2 separate regions of the Mus musculus genome follow, and region 2 is linked to region 1. Evidence: chromatin contacts called from public HiChIP or PLAC-seq data. All regions are on one chromosome and are shown on one strand. The core of a region is the stretch at or near the end of the contact, and the rest is flanking DNA. Distances in the headings are between cores, read along the strand shown.

Region 1 (4,288 bases), core at 1,036-3,535:
GGAGATGGCAGTGAGAGAAAGAATGGGAGAGTGCGCAGAGAGAGAATGGAGGGGGAGGAGGGAGAGGAGGAGGAAGGGAGTGGGAGAGAGAGAGAGAGAGAGAGAGAGAGAGAGAGAGAGAGAGAGAGAGAGAGAGAGAGAGAGAGAGAGGAGAGAGAGACCTCTGGGGAAAGGGCAGCCCAGCCCCAAGGCTGGAACGTTCAAGGTTGGGGGCGCAGGGAATGCCAGGAAGGGACTGAGGGATGCTGGAAGAACCTGGAAGCCAGGTCTGTTTTGATATATAAAATGTTCTCCGGCTCCAAAACTAAACAATTGGCATTATAGATGGTTTCCCTCTAAAGGATGGTATGAGGAGTTCCTAGCTGAAGATTACAAACCCAGGCGGTAGAGAAATGGATACTTCTTTGAAGTATTTAAACTGAGTTTTTAAGAGGGACTCGGGTCTCACCCAGGAAACAGGTATAGAGAAAAAAAAAAAAAAGAGGGGCTAAATGTTCAATCTGTCAACACCAGAACATCTGTGAACAACTTCAGACCAGAAATTGAGCCACTGGTATTTGATCACTGGCCTGAAGAAACCCCTTTGTCTGTGAGGGGCTATAAGCATATACCATGCACCTCCTAGCGTTCTTGAAAGCATTTCGTGAAGTCAGCGTGTTGCTTCCTAAGACAGACAGAAGATGGAGGACCGATACAATTCAAGGTTTCCGAAAGATTCTCATTAAGTGCTTGGCCTTGTACTCCGTTCTGTATGCCAAGATGGACGATGCTGACTGCCACCGGGGTTAAAGCCTCGACTTTATCTCCCGACCTTGACTCTGTCCTGACTCCGGCTACTTCCGTGTCAAGCTGTCCACCACAGTCAAAGCCCCCCAGGAGCTGGCATCCGACCGAGGCTGTTGGCAAGTGCATTTTCGACTGGCTGTTGAAGCTGGTGAGCCACAGAGTCATCTCGGGAGGAGAGTGAGGTGGCATTCGCAAACGCACAAATGAGTAATGTGAGCCTGCCGAGCCTTCTGCTCCTAAAAAACAGATTTCTGTGACAGAATTAGATAAAGACCTATTTCAAACTTGCATAACTCAGCATTATGCTATGCAAATCTTCATGCTTTTAATTTCCTGCTAAATTTCATGGTCCAAAAAAATCAACAGATGCTGAAGAAAATTATATTTATGTAAAAGAGCTTCTAATTCAATATGAAAATAATAAAAGAGTGAAGCTTTCTCGTGCAACTCAAAAAGAAGAATCTGGGCAGAATGTTGAAGTCCAAGAGCTTCCCCTAGGGTGTCCTGGCATAATACAGTGACCAGATGAAACCAATACAACCCTGTCTCACACACACACACACACACACACACACACACACACACACGTGTCCTCTCTCTCTCTCTCTCTCTCTCTTCTTCTTCTTCTTCTTCTTCTTCTTCTTCTTCTTCTTCTTCTTCTTCTTCTTCTTTTTCTTCTTCTTCTTCTTCTTCTTCCTGACACTTCTTCACAACTTTTTAATAGCATATTTTTCAAGTTATCTGAGTATTCTGGGGCCTTTTGAGGATATAGCTCCTAGTCTCTACTCATTCCAAAAATTAAGGAAAACAAAAAACAAACAAACAAACAAAAAACCAAACAAACAAAAAACCACACACGTGGGTGTGTGAGTGTATGGATTTGTATTTCAGAAACACGGGTAACTCTTTGTTAGCCAGACATCTTACACATTTGTGTCGTCAGGCTTAATGGTTCTGAATTTTAAAATGTGACCTTCTACCCCAAAATTTAGTAGCTTATAATAGCCACAATTATTCCTTTGCTACTAATGATATCAAACATTGATTGGCCTCAGCTAAGCAGTACTTAGCTCCGTGTCCCTGACTTGAATGTGTATTCTCCCAGTGGCCAGGCTGGAGTAAACTCCAAAGTGGTGCATGCTCACTTGGCGGAAGCTTACCCAGGGCTGGCTGACTGAAGCACCCAAGTCCTCCTTTATGTGGTCTTTCCATATCATTCCGGTTTCTCACAGGATTTATTATCTTGTGGCCCTATCACAGCAGCCTCAGTGTAATAATAAATTTGCAGGTGTCATTACACGGCATTACTTCTCCTGCCTGAACATTTTACAGAACAAACTCTGGTTCCACAGCACAGCAAGGTTGCCTCTTCTCCATAAGTCTTCACCCTACCCAAATCTTTCACACTACCCGAATCTTTCCTATCGGTAGAGGAAGCACAACTGAAGGTTTTATTGTTAGGGAAGTAATCTCACTGCTGTTTATAAAGTGCCTTCTCTCAGTTGACGCGGTCTCAATGGTAACCAGAGAAACTGACTCATGACTTCCGGCTTCTCCTCAAGGCAGGAACTGAGTGAGACATTTTTTCAAATTACTCAAGTCAGATCGGATTTCAAGGAGGCCTGTCACTCCTTGGGGTCATTTAAAAGGTGAGGGGCCATTATAGGCTTGAAAATTCCTGTGGTTTATAACCCTGTTTGGGATTTACCTTGAACTCTATAAATGTGAAAAATAACCCAAATAGGTTTCCAAGCAGACCACTTAGGTATAATTGTTAGGTACGTGGGAACTCTACTCACTGCTTTTGTCTAGGAAGTACTCCTTAAAAAGTTGATCCAAAAAAAAAAAAAAAAAATCACCATTCGTTCGTTTCACACTTCAGCTCTTTTAACTTTCAAACCCAGGACCAGAGTTGCAGGTGCCTTATTAACATATCAAAGAGAATCTGGCAAGGTTCCCCCAGCATCCCTCAGTCCCTACCAGTTACAGAGGATGGCCCGCTTACCCAGGCAGCCATGCTGACCTCTCCAGCCCAGTGGCTGGGCTGTCCTTCCCTCCCAGAGGCTCTTCCCTATATAATCCAGACATTTCAGTTTCTTGCCCCTTTTTGTACCTTTGGCCTCTGGGCTGCAGCATCCGGTTGCTCCGTGTCTCTCTTCCCCTCTTCCTCACCCTACAAGGTTCAGGATACCGACCACTCTGGGCTCTCCTGGTGTATTTCTGTCTCTGGCTATTCCTCTCTTTTATCCACAGTAAATATTGTCCTCCACCATACCTAGGAACAATCATGTCTTTTCCTTTCCCCCCTTTCCCCCCTTTCCCCCCCCCCCCACACCCCCCTTTAACTAGTGCGGAATAAAGCCGCAAAGTCCTAACCGTGTAAGCTGTAGTTTAACAGGGGTTGAGGGGAAAACCTGCAACAGGACACTGGCTTAGCATGTGTGAGGTCCTACATTAGGTCCCTAGCACTGCAAAACTAATAAATAGACAAAGTGATTTTTAAAAAGCAATGAAAGATTCCATTTCCATTGTAGAAGTTGGGCTTTGCTTTCTCCACACACTAAACTGGGCTGGAGGAAGCAGAAACTTGCATGTGGTCAGGTTGCAAGCCTACCCTGTTCTTTACCAAGGGCTCTGGAAGAATGTAGACAGATAAATGCTGTTCCTTTCTTGTTACAGAGATTAAAAAACCAAAGTCTTCTCTCAGATGCCTCCTCTTGATCTTACCCTTCTCCCCTCAGTAAAGGCAGGACGTGAGATGACTCAGTGACACTTCCTGTCAGTTCTGACAACCCAAGTTCTAAGAAGTGAGTCCTTAGACACACACACACACAAACACAATCATACACACACCTCAACCGATCAGTCAATCAATCAACACATCAATTTGATCAAAAAGACCTTTTTTTTTTAATGTCTAGAAGCAACCAGATGTGGAAGCACACACCTACAATCGCCACAGAAGAAAGGGAATGCCCTAAATTCCAGTCCAAAGAGAAAAAAGAAAAAAAAAATCAGGAAACAAAATGAACACATACTACACGCCACACACTGTACTAGAAGGCTTTGCTTGCTGGGTTTTGTTGCTGTCATTCTTCTTGTTTCTAGATTCGTTTCTGTCCTTTCTGCTCTGCTTTTTTTTTTTTTTTCCTCTTAAACCCATACCTCTTCATTTAGTCATTACTAGACACAGTTTAGATGCCACAGGCATGTCTTTAAGTTCTTGTTTCCTTTCATGAGGTAAGTTGTGAGGCTAGTGATCGATTATAGCGTCACCAATGTTTTGCCTCTGAAAAGAATCTCACATATTACTTGTTAGGGCTGCTGTCCTTGGTTCTCAAGTACAGTAGCTAGGTGTCCTTGCCAGACACAGAACACATATTATATTTCGGCTCCTAACAGCTTGGTGTGATATTGAATTTGCAAAAGATGGTAATGAAACGCTGAATAATTGTACTTGAACCTGTGTTAGACATCTCGTCACCAAATATCCACACAAAAT
Region 2 (4,288 bases), core at 491-2,990, 390 kb after region 1:
TTTCTGCATACAGTCATCCCTGACAGAGAGGATGAGAGGGAGAAAGGAGAGAGAGCTGGAGTACTCCTCTTTGCTTTTGTGATTGTGCATGTGAGATGCGTCTGTGGGAGATGACGCTGAAGCAGAAGAGTCTAGGAGGAGAGACTCAGTTTCCAGTGAAAATGCCTGTCTGTCCCCATATCCAACCCTACTGCCTTAGTTGGCCCTTATGGGAACTTATAAGGTCATCTTTTCAATGGTCTCTGTGCCACAGAATCTTCTGTATACGTGCGCACACACATACGCACACATATACACATATGCTATACACATATGCTATACACACATACACACATGCATACACACTCCAATACCTCTCCACACATATGCACCATACACACACACACATGTGCATGCACACTCACACATGCTCTCTCTCCCTCACACACACACCTACCTCTGCACTTGTCACTGCTTCTGTAAAAGGCAGATCTAACCATGCTGTTTCCCAGCCTGGACCCGTGGGTGGCTCCTTAGCCAGGCTCATGTTTTCCTTCTGTGACAAACTGTCACTCTTTGTCCCTTTCACCATTCAGTTGCCTTCGCACAGCTGTGCAGGGCTCCTCCACAGCACAGCTGAATCCTGAGTCTCTGCACCTGCTGCAAGCCTTCCCCTCTGATCCTGCTCTGCGGGGCTTTCTGCAACAGCTGGAGCCTGCTGCTGTCCCAGTGCCCCGGAAGTCTTTTAGCATAAGGTCTCCTCCCCTGTTAGACTTAAGAGTTACAAGTATTTTAGCTTGCTGCGCTGTCTTGCCAGGCGCTGTTCCAAATTCTGTTGTGGGTATAAGAGGAGCAGAAACAGGGCAACCCTGTGCTGGCAGGGCCTCTTCTGCCTAGGGAGACAAATAGCAAATACATTAAAACACACACACACACACACACACACACACACACACACACACCAGGTTGGAGAAGTCATAGTTACTAATTTGACTTTGGAGCCCAAGCCCGACTGAGCAGAGGAAGCTAGTGACACGGGTACCTGGACAGGGCATTTGAAAAGTTCCCCTGCAGTGCAAGGACCACGGTCTTTAGGGCTAAGGAGGGCTCAGAATAATTGCCCAGAAATGTGGTGGGCTAAGTCAAGTGTAGGCAGATGCTGATCTGTGCTCTCAGCTAACTTTGGTGGCAGGATTTGAGAGTTTCTTTGTGACAAGGTTGTTTCCGTGAGCCTTTAATAGAAACTCCCCCTATCTATCATGTGTGCGTGTTAGCCAAGGATTTACACAGCTCCACCTGTTCCTGGAACCTTTGGCCGAGTCCTGCTCAGACCAACCGTGTTTCCTCACACACCCAACTGTGGTGGATTACCTTGGCTTGCTGGTACCTGCGGCTCTGAGGGACCTTCAACACCGCTTGCTTTCATGCTACTTGGGGTGACTAGTGGAACCGCATGGCCCTCCCCACCCCGAGGAATAGTCCTTGGTAAATAATCTGGTGAAAGTTAATGGATTTCACCTCAGGGCAACTTTCCATGTGCCTGCTCTCCAGCACTCTTGCAGTCTTTTTATACCCGTTTTTAAATGTTGGATCATCTTATTGCCGTTAGAACAGAAATGTTAAGAGGAATGTCTAGGTGGCCATTGAGTCCCTGACTGCTCAGGATATCTTGTTTGAGAACCCAGCCTTGACGAGATTGTCCTAAAGCAGAACTGAAAAGGTCTCTATGGCTTAAGGTCCTTATTTCGGTCTGTTGAGGAGCGAGAGCGCGGCAGGAACTGAGTTGTGCTTAAACACTGAGCAGAGCCCGAACGGAAGCAGCTTACGGAGTTCTAATGGCGGGCGCTGCCAGCTGCCAAAGGCTCTAGACCTTTCGCAGGCCTTCCTTAGGGCCTTCTTTGCCAACAATGTCAGAATACTGTACAGAAGGTTGCTTACTGAACCCTGGACTAAAGCAAGAGGGGTTCATTGGGAAAGTCTCCAAGAACAGTTTTCTCGTTCAGAGAGTGAGCCTCTTATGTGTCCATGCCAAGGACACAGAATCATCGGCTCCACTGGTCGGCTAAGCCTGTAGCCAGGGTGCAGACACGCTGGCTGCTACTGCTCTTTGCCTCTTGCTGTTGCTGGGCACCTTCTTCCTGTTGAAGTCGACTCCCCCCTCAGGGATGCAGTACCATCAGCAGGTTTGAGTAGACAGACGACACAGAGCCATTACAAGAAGGAAGCATGTGACCCCAGGCATACAACTTAACCTTTCTGGGCCTCAGTCTACTCTCGAATAGAATGAATACAGTTGGGGTAGTTCCTTCATATAGTGTGAATCAGCAAGTGACAGCCATCAATTGCCCTTGTGTTCCATGACTTCTTCCTGGAGCTATACCGGAGTCACTTTTATGTGATACTCAAGTCGTTATGTATAATTTGGGTGAATGCAATGAAGGTAGTAACGGTCATCTATTTAATGTATTTTATGTACTGGACTACCAAAGGTCATTTTATTTCTAAGTAGTTATACCTGCAATTTTTGCATTTTTTAATCTTGTTTTGTTTTGAAACGGTTCTCACTATGTGCCCAGATTGGCCTTAAATTCACGCTCGTCCTGCCTCAGCCTACCTGGTGCTGAGATTGTAAGGATGGGTCATCGTGCACAGCTGGAATCTCTCCTTGCCAGTTTCAGATCACGCTGTACATGCTAGTGAGTGGTCCTGTGATTAGCCGAGCGCCCTGCCAAGGTATTTATTTCCTTATTACGTTGATTTCACTTATTTCCTGCTCTCCTTTCAGCTGAATATTGCTTGTCTCCCACATTTCTTCCCTCCTTTATTGACATTTTGGATTTACTCTGTTATTTTTGTGTTCCTTGGTAATATCTAGAAGTTGATTATACATCCTTTTTTTTTTTTTTCTTCAAGACAGGGTTTCTCTGAGTAACCCTGGTTGTCCTGGAACTCACTCTGTAGACCAGGTTGGCCTTGAACTCAGAAATCTGCCTGCCTCTGCCTCCCAAGTGTGGGATTAAAGGCGTGCACCACCGCTGCCTAGCCCTGATTATGCATCCTTAACACCATCTATTATATATAACATTTTATTTTACAACATTTTAGACAAAATGTTAGAACTTACTAAGTATATCCCCATTCCCCCACCTTTTGACAATTTTACTTGTTCACATGGTAAAAACCTGGGTTGTTCAGCAGCTGGTTTTCTCTGAAAGTAAGTAAGAAAAAGTGCTTCTACATTTTGTGTCTGTATTTCCAGTTCCAGCATAATTTACTTATTTGAATAGATCCCAGTTTCCATCTGCTGTCATTTCTTGAGCTTGAAAAATGTCATTTATCATGTCCCATATTGCCATTCTCCTGGTTGTGACTCCCCTCGCTTTTCGTTCCACGTTTATAAAGGATGCTTATTCAGAGATATATAATCACAGCTTTTGAAGTATCTCTTGCTACAGCTCCTTCTTTAGGTTAAGAAAAAAAAAACTCTCTTCTATGATTTTGTTGAAAATATTTTCTTCTCTTTCCTCTATTCCCATTTTTTGTAGATTTTGTCTTTTCATAATGTCCCCAATTTCCTAGTTATTTTTCGTAGTTGTTATTTTTTTTAGATTTAATGTTTTCTTTGGCCGGGATATCCATTTCTTCTTCTTATGTTCAATGACTGACATTCTCTCTTCCATTTCTCATTGTGAGAGAGGCTTGCCTCTGAGGTTTCTGCTCACGTTCTTAAATTTTTCATTTACAGTCTTTGCTCCGTTTGAGTTTTCTTTATTGATTCTGTTTCTACCTGCAAGGCAAACTAGTTTCTTCATTTGACTTTTCATAGATTTCTCTATTTCTTGCTTAAGGACCTCTAATGGTTTTTTTTCAGGGCCTACTGTAGCAGAGCTGCTGGGCTTCAGTGGAGACATATTGTCCTGGCTATTATTGATTGTTTTTAGGCTGGCTTCTAGGCATCTGGATTTGAGATGGTTGTAATTCTACATGCTGACTTATTGACTTGTCCTATTGGGTGGATGTTAAGCTCTTTAGTTTCTGTTGTCCTTTCTAATTTTTAGGAGACTGTGATAGCTGTAGATTGCCTGGTATGAAATGCGTCAGAGATCCTTTCAAGTATGGCCACTGGGCTTGCTTCTGAATAGAATGGCTTCCTGGTATTGGGCGCTGACACCTACAGACTAGGGTGGGCTAGAAGGGAGGGTCTAGGAGAGTTCCACTAGAGGGAAGAAAGCAGAGCGTATCACCAGAATCTGCTTAGCCCCCTGGGAATGGGGCAGAGAGAGAGGGGAGGCTCCAGCTGGTGGTCTGC

Evidence for each region. HiChIP or PLAC-seq counts read pairs in DNA pulled down with a chosen protein or histone mark.
Region 2: a contact with region 1 is called in an H3K27ac HiChIP or PLAC-seq map of microglia, with 4 times the contacts expected there. The contact joins two enhancer-like sites. A contact is called at or near these places in 2 of 115 datasets of contacts at active chromatin or transcription factors (microglia and pancreatic cancer cells).

What each region holds. Positions count from the first base shown.
Region 1 is chr10:98,742,081-98,746,368 of GRCm38.p6, forward strand. No RefSeq gene overlaps it. Among named protein-coding and RNA genes, the nearest start is that of Gm40750, 63 kb to the right of the region's middle. Within about 2 kb of position 2,286, at least 158 of the 459 cell types and tissues checked have an H3K27ac peak or open chromatin away from gene starts, as enhancers often do. A contact at or near this core is called in microglia, where this site is marked.
Region 2 is chr10:99,131,756-99,136,043 of GRCm38.p6, forward strand. The region is part of intron 4 of Poc1b (POC1 centriolar protein B); the gene reads left to right. Among named protein-coding and RNA genes, the nearest start is that of Galnt4, 26 kb to the left of the region's middle. Within about 2 kb of position 1,741, at least 26 of the 459 cell types and tissues checked have an H3K27ac peak or open chromatin away from gene starts, as enhancers often do. A contact at or near this core is called in microglia, where this site is marked.